Regions from separate parts of the Rattus norvegicus genome. Here region 1 is linked to region 2. Evidence: chromatin contacts called from public Hi-C data. All regions are on one chromosome and are shown on one strand. The core of a region is the stretch at or near the end of the contact, and the rest is flanking DNA. Distances in the headings are between cores, read along the strand shown.

Region 1 (5,444 bases), core at 2,895-5,394, 110 kb after region 2:
CACTTTACTGGTTATTATGTCTATTTTATTTTGCCTACATAATTATCAATTTGGGCCCCAAATCTTTCTTAAAATAATATATTAAAATTATTAGGGGAGGCAGGAGCAAGAAGCAACCCTGGTGTCTACAAAGTTCCAGGCCAGCAAGGGCTATTTAGACTTTATAGATAGATAGATAGATAGATAGATAGATAGATAGATAGATACATACATACATACATACATACATACATAATACATACACACACACATACATACATACATAATACATACATACACACACACATACATACATACATACTACAACAACAATATACTTAAATGAGTATGCAGAGAACACACATTAATAATGTATTTTAGGGGTTGGGGATTTAGCTCAGTGGTAGAGCGCTTGCCTAGCAAGCACAAGGCCCTGGGTTCGGTCCCCAGCTCCGAAAAAAGAAAAGAAAAAAATAAATAATAATGTATTTTGCTGGAGGTTTCAAGCATTACCAACTGAGTAAGTACAATATACTCTAAGTTATTTTCATGCAGCTAGTTACACACAGGAAAATGAAGGTCTAGGATAATTATTATTAAAGTTACCAAGCTAAGGATTGGTTTGCTACTACATCCAAGCTTTAAAGGGGGAAAAATTCTCAAATTGCCTGTCCATCATGTCTCTTCTTGTACATGTTGGAGCAAAACTGTAAGGTTAGTGCTCCCACAAAAACAACTTCTTGAATAATGAGTAACCACACAAGCTCACAGAAATTATTAGTTCTGTAGTAAACAGAAGTATTTCTGAGATTCAATCCCACATTATAATCTAGGCTGTCCTGAATCTCACTGTTACACCTGTTGGTCATGAACTTAAAGCGATCTTTCTGCCTCAGTTTGTATTATAGACATAAGCTATCATACCTGACTCAGTAAAAAGAATTAAAGTATCAGTAAAATATTAATACAAAAAATTCTAAAGTATTGATATCGACACAAACATTACAAACAAAACTTTAGGCCATACACTGAACACAGAGCTCCAGCACAGCGGAGCTCAACCTTCCTAATGCTGCAAACCTTTAATAAGATCCCCATGTTGTGGTGACCCCAACCTAAAATTATTTTGTTGTTACTTTATAACTGTACTTTTACTATTGTTATGAATCATAACATAACTATCTGATATGCCAGATATCTGATAACAGGACGTCTTGTTACTGTTCAACCCCAAAAGGGAATGGGACCCACAGGTTGAGAGTAAGTATTGCTGGAGCAGAATTTCATTATACTTGAAGTTAAAGTTAAACTTATCTTCATTATGTAGGGTTTGAATTACTCACATAAAACAGTATCATGACAGTGTCATATGGATACACATTAAGAGTGAATAATGCCACGGAGTATTGGCACACACTTGCAATCCCAGCACTCCAAAGGCAGAGGCAGAAAGACTGCCACAAATGCATGGCTAGATTGGACACTGTCCCTCTCCATCATGCACACAGACAGACAGACAGACAGATACCAGCTAAATTACAAATGCACTGTGAACTTAATATGAAGCTAACAATGGGCAAATTTCTTGTTTCAAAAATCCAGCCCACTTTCCATAAAGTTGAGGTGGCATTTCATAAGAAATCTGACTTATGGAGACAAGATGGCTTGGTAAGTTAGACACTAGCCCCAGTGCTTGGGATCCACATGATGAAAATAAGAGAACCAACTCCCACAGACTCCTCTGACCTCCACTTAAGAAAACAGTGCATGCACCCAAATATAAAAATTTAACTCAAACTGAAAAATCTGAGCATGCAAAACTGAAAAAGGTGAGGCAGGAGGACTCAGACTGGCTTAAAAAGAAAAAAACCTGACTAACTTGGTCCTCCAGTTACAGCTATCGTAACTTTTCACCTTGTCTATTATGTTTACTTTAATGTTTACACCTATTTTAACGACACTTGTAATCCTAGCTAGCATTTGGAAGATGGAAGCAGGAAAATCGGGAGTTCAAAACCAGTCTGTGCTAGCTACACAAAACACTGTTGGGGTCTCTCTCTCTCTCTCTCTCTCTCTCTCTCTCACACACACACACACACACACACACACACACACACACACACATACATATTGTGGGGGGGGAAGAGGGACAGAGGCAGAATCAGTGTAGTTTACCATTGTAAGAATTCAGCAGTAAGCGGCCAGCTGCAGTGGCTCCTGGCACATTTGCACACACCATTACTCCTATCACTTGGGAGGCAGAGCCAAAGGCCTCTCTCAGGGTCAACCTAGACTACAAAGCTAGTTCCAGGACGCCCAGGACTACACAGAGAAACCCTATCTTGAAAACCAAAAACGAATACCAAAATAAACAAAAAACAGCATTACTGAGACGCATACTAAAGAAAGTCGATTTATATGTTAAAAACATTTTTTCTCACGTAATAGAATGAATTGAAATTTCGGTCAAATTCTTTTTAAAGTAGTATATAGGTCACTGAAGTAAAGTCCATCTTGCTTCCTAAATTCAAATTTAATTAATTACACACTTATCAACAATGTACTATGTACAATACACTCTCATTAACGTTATAATAGCATATAAATATGATCCTCCAAAGGGGGGTGGAGATACTGCTGTAATTCTTCAAGATAGCAGACGATACATATGTAGGTCTCTAAACTGCTTGTTAAACCAAAAGGCGATGCTCTGATTACTGGAGAAATCCAAATTGCCAGGATCAGCAAAACTACATTGCGAAGTTAATAGCCTCCATCCTTAAAATATCCCAAGAGAAGAAAGAGATTCAAACTGTTAACCTGAGCCTAACCATACTATACAGTAATAAGCTAAGCAAACTGTCGGACCCATTTATAATTAAGTGCTCCAACCTTTACAAAGAAAGCATCATAGGTGGAACCGTTCGCCCAAATGGACGCAAAGATTCAGAGAGCAGGGCTCAAACTCAAAACCAAAAGCACTGCAAGCACAGACTGCCCGAGGGGTGAAGGATCTGCAAGGGCTGCACCGGTTCTTTCCTTCAACCCTCGAGCCTCCACTTTGTTGATAAAGATAGGGTAATTTTAAAGGTGAGAATGAATGGCAGACGAGTCTGACAGGGGGCTGTTCCATTTAAACACACACATACACACACGCACACACGCGCGCACACACACACACACAAATACACTATAAAAATAAGTGCTGTAAGAGAAATGGTGAGAAGTGATACTGGTGAGGTACTCTGGGAAATCGGGGGAGGCAAGAGAGTCCTTAACCCGGGGGTCCTCGGAATACATTTGAGCTGGCCTTTAAAGTTGACAAAGTCGCAGGACACTGTCGGGAGACCCACGCACCTAGATTCTGGGCATCAGCCGACCCACAGTCGCGGAAGCGGCGAGAGGCCGGCACCAAGCCCGGGAAGCCCTTTCTCGCTCCTTCAAGGCCACCGCGGGAGGGGGCTCTCCGCGGCTCGGGCTGGTGTGAGTGCCTGCCTCCGTTACCGAGCTGGAGGAGGGGCCGCCTCCGCTGCTCCCGTGGGCCGGGCTCCGCAAAGTTGCTCCAACACAACTCTGCGGCCTGAGGGGCTGCGGTCCCTTCAGCCCGCTGCCCACTCGGTGCCAGCGGCCGGAGGAGGGCACTTGGACCGGCGGGCAGAGGACGCGAGGGTCACCGCGGCGGGCGGGCGGGCGGGCGGGCGGGCGGGCGGGCGGGCGGGCAGGCGAGGGGTCCGGGCCGCGCCTCCGCCGTCGTGACCCCACGCTCAGACGCCGCAGAACCTGCAGCCCCGGCCCCGCTCCCCTCCGCCTCGCAAGCACCTCTCCGGGACACAGCCCCGACCTCGAGGCTCACCCCGCAACCAAGGCTGCGGCCCCGCACCCCTTCGTGCCTCACCTGCGCCCCGCCGTCCGTGCCTCCTCGCCGGCCCCGCGCGCCCCGTCGGGGCACGCGCCCACCCGGGCGGCGCTGACGGGCCGCAGATTCGGGCCGCGGCGGCCCCGCCGCCCCCTTTCTCCTCAGACAACTCCCAGCGGCGAGCAGAGGAGCGCGGCTGGAGCCCCTGCAGCGGGGCAGAGTAGAGCTCGCCGCCTCCGCAGCCTCCAACACCAATTCCCTTCAGTCGTCCGCGCCGCCCCAAGAAAATGTCACCAGAGGCCGTTCCGCTCTGCGCCTCACTTCCGCCCGGAACCACAGAGCAGCGCCTGCTGGCTAGAGAGGCCGCCGTGGCGGCGGGAACCTATGCTGCCTGGCCGCCGGCCCGGAGCAAACTGCGCAGCGCCATCTGGCGGCGGGGACGCGCGCACGCGCCCTTCGCCGAGCGCGGGCTCCAGCGCGCCCGCTTCCCGGGCTTTCGCGCGCGCCCCCCGTTCGATCCCGCAACGTCGGTCTGAGAGGGACGAGATGCCGGGCCAGGCAAACCCCGCGCGTTAAAACCACGGGGCTCCGCTTCCCGAGGGCTACCCAGTACTCACCCACTCACGAAGCCTTTCCGAAGGAAGCTCACGATGTCCGAATCGTGGAATCGCTCCAGCAGGGTGTCCGCTCCCTTCTCTCGTCACTTTTCCGCGGGAGCCAACAGCTCGGCTCCCGGGAACCGCTCGTTTCCAACACCCGCACTAACGTCCTGTTCAAGTTTTGGCTCGGAAAACACCGCGGGGCTTGCGGCTAGCGCGCCACCTGCCGGTGACACAGTCCTCCGGGGGACCCCGCTCCGCCAACACACGCCTCAGACGCCCAAAATTCCACCTCTGCAGAGTCACTCCTTGGTTTGGCAGCGCGCCCTGGGAAGGGTGACACACACTACTAGGAGTTTTGCAGACCTGTCCTTACGTCCTGGGCTCGGGACCTGGAGAAAGTGGGATGAGTCTCCACTTGACAAGTGGAGAGCTCCCGACGCTGAGGACAAGCTTACACTGCAAGGTCTGACTCCCTACAAGCAGTGCAGGTTTTGGAGGAGAAGAAAATGATTATCATCGGTACCTTCTTTTTTCTCCTTAGTACTGGGAATTGAACTGAACCCTGCAGACCTCCAGATGCGAGGCAACTGTTCACCCCTCAGCTACGTCCCCAGACCTTTTTCCAATTTTAAGACAGGGTCTCACCGTTTTCCAAACTGGTAAAGGTCTGTTCTGATTTCATTTGGTAGTGGAGTCTGGAGACAACGCATAACCGAGAAAATGGAAGGAAAAGATGGAAAGCAGATGCGCCTCTTGATAAGCAGCTGAGGGAAATGTATTTGGTGTCTGCCACATCTCTGCACCTTTCAGATAACTTTTGTGTGTCATTGATCCTAGCAAGAATCCATCTGCCTGGCGACTTGGGAAACAAAGGTAAAGGTTTCCTGGGATGAGTCTTCTCCCGGCTGGCTCTCACTGCCCTGCATCTCAAACTCCAGACCACTGAAGGAAACAAGACCGAGACCCCTGACCCTGGGTCCAATCAGCCTTCAGAGTTTCTGTTTGCT
Region 2 (5,560 bases), core at 1,395-3,894:
ATGACCCTGCTGGATATGCTTGACTTCCTGCCCTGATAACTATACCTTGAACCCTAAGCTAAAGCAAACCCTTTCTCTCTTAAGTGGCTTTTGTCACAGTATTTTTACCCCGGCTCCAGGAGTAGACACTAGGACAGTGGGTACTAGTGACCCCCACTCTGACAGTAGATATAAAAACATGGCATGATAGCAGCAAACCACTGAACTGAGAACAGGACCCCCGTTGGAAGAATTAGAGGAAGGATTGAAAGAGCTGAAGGGGCTTGCGACCCCATAAGAACAACAACGCCAGCCAACCAGAGCTTCCAGGGACTAAACCACTACACAAAGATTCTACATGGGCTGACCCTGGGCTCCAACTGCATAGGTAGCAGAGGATGGCCTTGCTGGGCACCAATAGAAGTAGAAGCCCTTGGTCCTGCCAAGGTTGGACCCCCAATGTAAGGGAATGTGGAGGGAGAGACACCCTTATAGAAGAAGGGGATGGGGAGGGAATAGGGGACTTATAGACAGGAAACCGGAAAAAGGAATAACATTTGAAATGTAGATAAAGAAATATCCAATTTAAAACAAAAAGCCACACAGCATGAGCTGAGACCCCTCAATGGGCGCAGGGACGCAGGGTGGGACGGGTTGTCCTGAAGACAGCCCTCCTGAGAGTGGCATCTGAGCTGGGCCCCAGAGGACTCAGGCAAACAAAGAAGGGTGTGCTAGCAAAAGACATCACCCCCAGGCAGGGCAGCACAAGGGAACAGAGAGGCAGGCCATGAACACGGTAACAAACAGGGCAAGAGACTCCCTGAGAACAGCTCGGCTGATCAGCCAGTGCACTGTGTTAAATGACTTCCAAGGGGTCTTCTGTTTACAAAGAATAAGATAAGCTCGCACACGTGGGAGACGCATCGACTTTAACGACACGTTTATTGGATTTGAAAGCAAGTCGATTGTTGAAAAGTTGGAGAAATCAAAACAGTCCTACGACGCAGAGCGTCTCCCGCGGTATGAGACTTAACAATCATTTTCTTGCCGTCTCTTTTCCGTGCAAACAGACTCAGCGGTATGCCACTTAGAAAATCGAGAGCATGCAGTTTTACAACCTGTTCCTTGGCCTCAGTGGTAACCGAGCCTAGCTCTTTCTGCCTGTGTTTTCACCTACAGATACATAGGCCTTAGAGTGCAATAGAGAATGGGAGATGAGTTTCCCAGGAGGTAGGTTTGGAACTTCTGCTTGACCACAACAGCCCCACCCCACACAGCCCCTCCCACCCCAACTGCCCCACCCCCAGACAGCCCCTCCCACCCCAATAGCCTCACTCCCAGGCAGCCCCTCCCACCCCAACAGCCCCGCCTCCCCAGGCAGCCCCTCCCACCCCAACAGCCCCGCCTCCCCAGGCAGCCCCTCCCACCCCAACAGCCCCACCTCCCCAGGCAGCCCCTCCCACTAGCCGGCAGCGGGTTTTCCTTTTCCATGAGCTGAACTTAGCCACTCTGGGAGCCTCCGCCTTCTAGCGCTGTCCTTCTGGATGGGACAACTGACCCTACGGCCTCTCCCTGCCAGTGCCTCTGTGACTCACAGTTCTTTTCTGGGTTTACCAACTCTGGACCCCTCGCCATTTTAAATGCCATCTGATCTGCCCTCACCGCTACTGCATTTGGCCACACTGTATCAATCTGTTTCCACTGAGGAAGAACTGCAAGTGTCTCTTAGTTACAGCTGTATGATCTTTACTTTCCAAAGTCTGCCACAAGCTTAGCTACCTCTCATTTAATAGATAATAACGTGCAACATTGCTTCCCCATTGTGCTCTTAAACACTTTCAAACTTTTTTTTTTCCTGAGTCAGGGTCTCATTATGTAGCCCAGGTCAACCTTGAACTCCTAACCCTCCCGTATCGGCCTCTTGAGTGCTGGGATTATTGATAGGTGCCATCACACCTGTATTAAACAGGTAAATTCATAAGTACCTCTGATGACCATAGTCGCTGCTAACTTGTGGCCTCATCCTGTACCTGACCTCAGTCTAAAATATTGCATGGAAATACCTATACATAATTCATGAATTATGAATGGTTCCCCTTGCCCCAGAGTGCCACAGTTGTTCCTTTCCCATTTCATCATTAGGATTCTTGTTATTCTCTTACTGTACCTAATTTATAAATTAAACCTTATCAGAGGACTGGGGGGTATTGCTTAGTGTGCACAAGACCCTGGTTTCAGTTCCACAGGGGTGGGGGTTGGGAGGGAGGGAGAAAGGGAGAGGGGGAAGGAGAGAGAGGGAGAGAGAGAGAGAGAGAAAGAGAGAGGGAGAGGGAGAGGGAGAGAGAAAGGAGAGGGGAGGGAGGGAAGGAGAGAGAGACAGAGATCGACCATAAGCATATGGACACAGGAAGAAACATATTCAGGACTTGGTACTATACAGTCACAGGGGTTCCCTACAGGTCTCAGAATGCTTCTCCTATGAACACAGGTCCCGCTGGGCTCGCTGTAACATTCCTTTCCACTGCTTTCCTCTGACTTTGGTGACTGGACCCAAGCTCCAAAGGCCACAGATACAGTAGCCTTCCCCGCGGCTCACCTCTGTCTCGTGTGTACACAGGCAGCCTGGCAGACTACATACAGTGGTTTGCCAAAGAACCTTTGCTTTTCCTGGCTGGCCATGAATATGTTGAAAAGTGCGTGGGGGCGGGGATCCTCTGGTAACAAAACTCACTGGGTATGGCTGGCCATGACTTAATGAACTACTCCGGAACGAGCATGTTCTTTGTAACGAGCTCCCAGGCCATCTGTTTAATAATTCCAGAGTGCTTTTGAGTGGCATTAAGCTTATGTGCCAAAAGCTGGATCCTCCTCATTTTGAAAACCAGGACATTTTGCTCCCTCTGGCTGCTCAGATCTTCCTCTCTCTAACCCACCCTCCCAGCACTTCCTCCCCCATTCAGGATGAGCCGATGGCCTCCTCTCACAACCAGAACAGGACCACAGCAGCAGCAAGGGGCAGGACACTCACGCCAGACCCAAGCTACCATGACCAGGTTCCTGGGTCATTCACCATTGTAGTTGCCACAGGTAACTAAAGTTCAGTTGACATCGGTTGCCACTGTCACCTCTGCTGGCTAAGGGGTGGACAGATGCCCAGAGGTTCCTGTCCCTGCGTTGCTTGGCAACTCCCACTCAGCAGACACAGCAGCCGAGCCTTACCCAATGCCTCATCTGGACTTTCAGTTTAGTGTCTCTGGTATATCCTGTGCAGGCCAACAAGGCCATGGGTTCCCATGGACTCTCAGTCCAGCTCCTGCCTCCATGTATCCTATGGCAATATCCTTCACCTCCTGGCACCAGGAAGAACTGACAGGGCCTCAGAGAAGACCTAGCCCAGCAGCCTCCACCTCTCCCCAGTTTGGGGAGGAGCCATATTACATCGTTAAGGCTGTTAGGTTGTACCCAGCCCCTAGGACCTGGGAGGATGACGCTGCAACCGGATTTTACCTTCAGTCCTGCCCGAAGAGCCCCGAGGGCCAAAGCCCAGCCGACAATTCTGATAATCTAATACTCAGCAAGGCCTTCCAGGCTAGTAATTGAATTCTGCTTCTCTCCCAATCCAGTCAAGGGGCCTCACCCAGCTTCTGCCTGACAAAACACTGGGCCAGGTATCTAGGGAGGGGCAGTGACCTCGCAGGCCCTTGCCAGCTTCCAGCATCTCTGCTACCACAGACGCCAGGACAGCCAGTCTAAAGTGCCACCCCACCACTGCTTTTCATTTCTAGAAAGGTCACCAGTCAGGGGAGCTTCTCGGGGAGGCTTGTATTGTCTGTGGAGGAACCGGTGGCCGATGGCATGATCCTGCCTGTCAGGTGGGGAAGGAGAAGCTGGAGATGAGAATCCACAGGTTTGGATGGCATTCAAGAGATAACCCTGCCTGCATGGGTCCTCACAGCCTTCAACCCCAAGCCAAAATTACTCCAGAATAGTTTCCAGGAAGTGGGGCGGGGGAGCCTGCCTCAGGATGCCTCAGACTTACTCTCATGGAAATGAACGAGCAAACCGGGAAAGCCTGGTGCTGGCACTGGGCACCCAGGCTGTTCCCCAGCTGAGGGCAAGGTCCCTGGTCTATCTCTCCTCTCCTGTCCCCCTCCACAGCAGGCAGTGTGTATCTAAGCTCCGATTTACCATTTCAACAGGTCCCCAGTGACCCTCTGGCTGGCAGGCACCGTCACACCCCCTGCTGGACCAGCCCTTCTGGGTCACACTCCTCTGCTTGCTATGCTCAGACTGGATTTTCCTCATATACCCTTAGGTGGCTCCCCAGCACCTGTCACTCCCCAGCGGCTTCTTAAGCCCCTTTAAGTCCAGGGATCTCTGTGACTTTGACCCCCTCACATCTCCAGTGTCATCTCTTACTACACTAAGTCCTTCAGACATTCTAGCCTCTTACCTCAACTCAAGATTGCAACGTGCTTTCCAGCAATTCTGAATTCCTGTTCCTACAGAAGCCAGTGTGAAGGAGGAGCTAAGAGGACAGGGGACTAGCAGGAGCTCACACCAGCAGTGAGGATAGCATCAGGATTTGCACCCAGGCAGCTGGCCTCCCAGTTCGGTTTTTTAAACACCATCTAGGTAATGGCTTCTTGGAAGCCTTCTGTGGGCACCAGCGTCTCCCTTAACCCTTCCCATCCCTTAAACCCAAATGTCCTTACCAATCCCTACTTCAGTCACTATTTCTGCTTGTCTGACACCCGCTCTCCACGAGAAGAACTTGCTCCGTTCCAGGTTGGGTTTAAGGCAGAGATTCCTCCCTCTTGCTACACACTAGCATCTCTTGGGAATCTTGAAAAAAAAAATGGCAGATGCTTAAGGCTGGAGGCACAACCCAGCGGGTTCACACATCTGAAGTCCCGGTTTACAACCTGGCTCTGAAATCCGACTCCATCCCTGGACATCGTGATTAAACCTTTTCCGTGTGCGCCCTGGAAGGTCTCCTCCAGATGATTCTAAAGTGCAGCTCAGACCAGAGATGGCACCAGGATCATGAGGAGGACAAGAGAGGCCCAGACTGCTTCCTACCAGCCCCGGATGTACATTTCTAACAATGCCCTGGGGAGACGCGGCTGCTGTTCCTTCAGCTCCAGAGGCCCTGGAGCTCAGGTATCCTCCTGGTGACTGTGTATTCCCCGGGTACCCGCTGCTGACCACACTTGCCAGAACAGAACTCTTTGCTTGGTTATCTTCAGCCACACGGGTCTCATCAATGAATCATGAGGCACTTAGACAGGCTTCGTGCTTCACAATATGGTTGTCAGTACAGAAGAAGAGCCGTGAGGGCCGTCAGAGCGTTCACTGACGGCCTCCAAAGACCGGACCATGTCCTCAGCGCTTCACATACAGGGAGGGCTTCTTTGATCCTTATAAGCTCCCTGTAAGCAGGTAATAGCACTCTGCTTCACAGACAAGAGTACCTTGACGCTGGGGCAGCATGGGACTGCACCTATAACCTTTGTGCTGGAAGGTCCTTTTTCAGGCAACCGCAAAGCACACTCTTCCCTTCTTCCTCAGCCTCGATTCC

What was found. A called contact is a pair of places that touch in the nucleus more often than the background predicts.
Region 1: a contact with region 2 is called in a Hi-C map of liver, with 2.9 times the contacts expected there. The contact joins the promoter of Ark2n here to the enhancer-like site in region 2. A contact is called at or near these places in 8 of 12 Hi-C or Micro-C datasets (Schwann cells, frontal cortex, kidney and 3 more).

What each region holds. Positions count from the first base shown.
Region 1 is chr18:73,514,000-73,519,443 of GRCr8, forward strand. It overlaps Ark2n (arkadia N-terminal like PKA signaling regulator 2N), which reads right to left and starts at 4,145. Exons shown (of 5, transcript NM_001107374.2): 1 at 3,875-4,145.
Region 2 is chr18:73,407,432-73,412,991 of GRCr8, forward strand. No RefSeq gene overlaps it. Among named protein-coding and RNA genes, the nearest start is that of Ark2c, 34 kb to the left of the region's middle. Within about 2 kb of position 2,645, at least 8 of the 93 cell types and tissues checked have an H3K27ac peak or open chromatin away from gene starts, as enhancers often do. A contact at or near this core is called in kidney and liver, where this site is marked.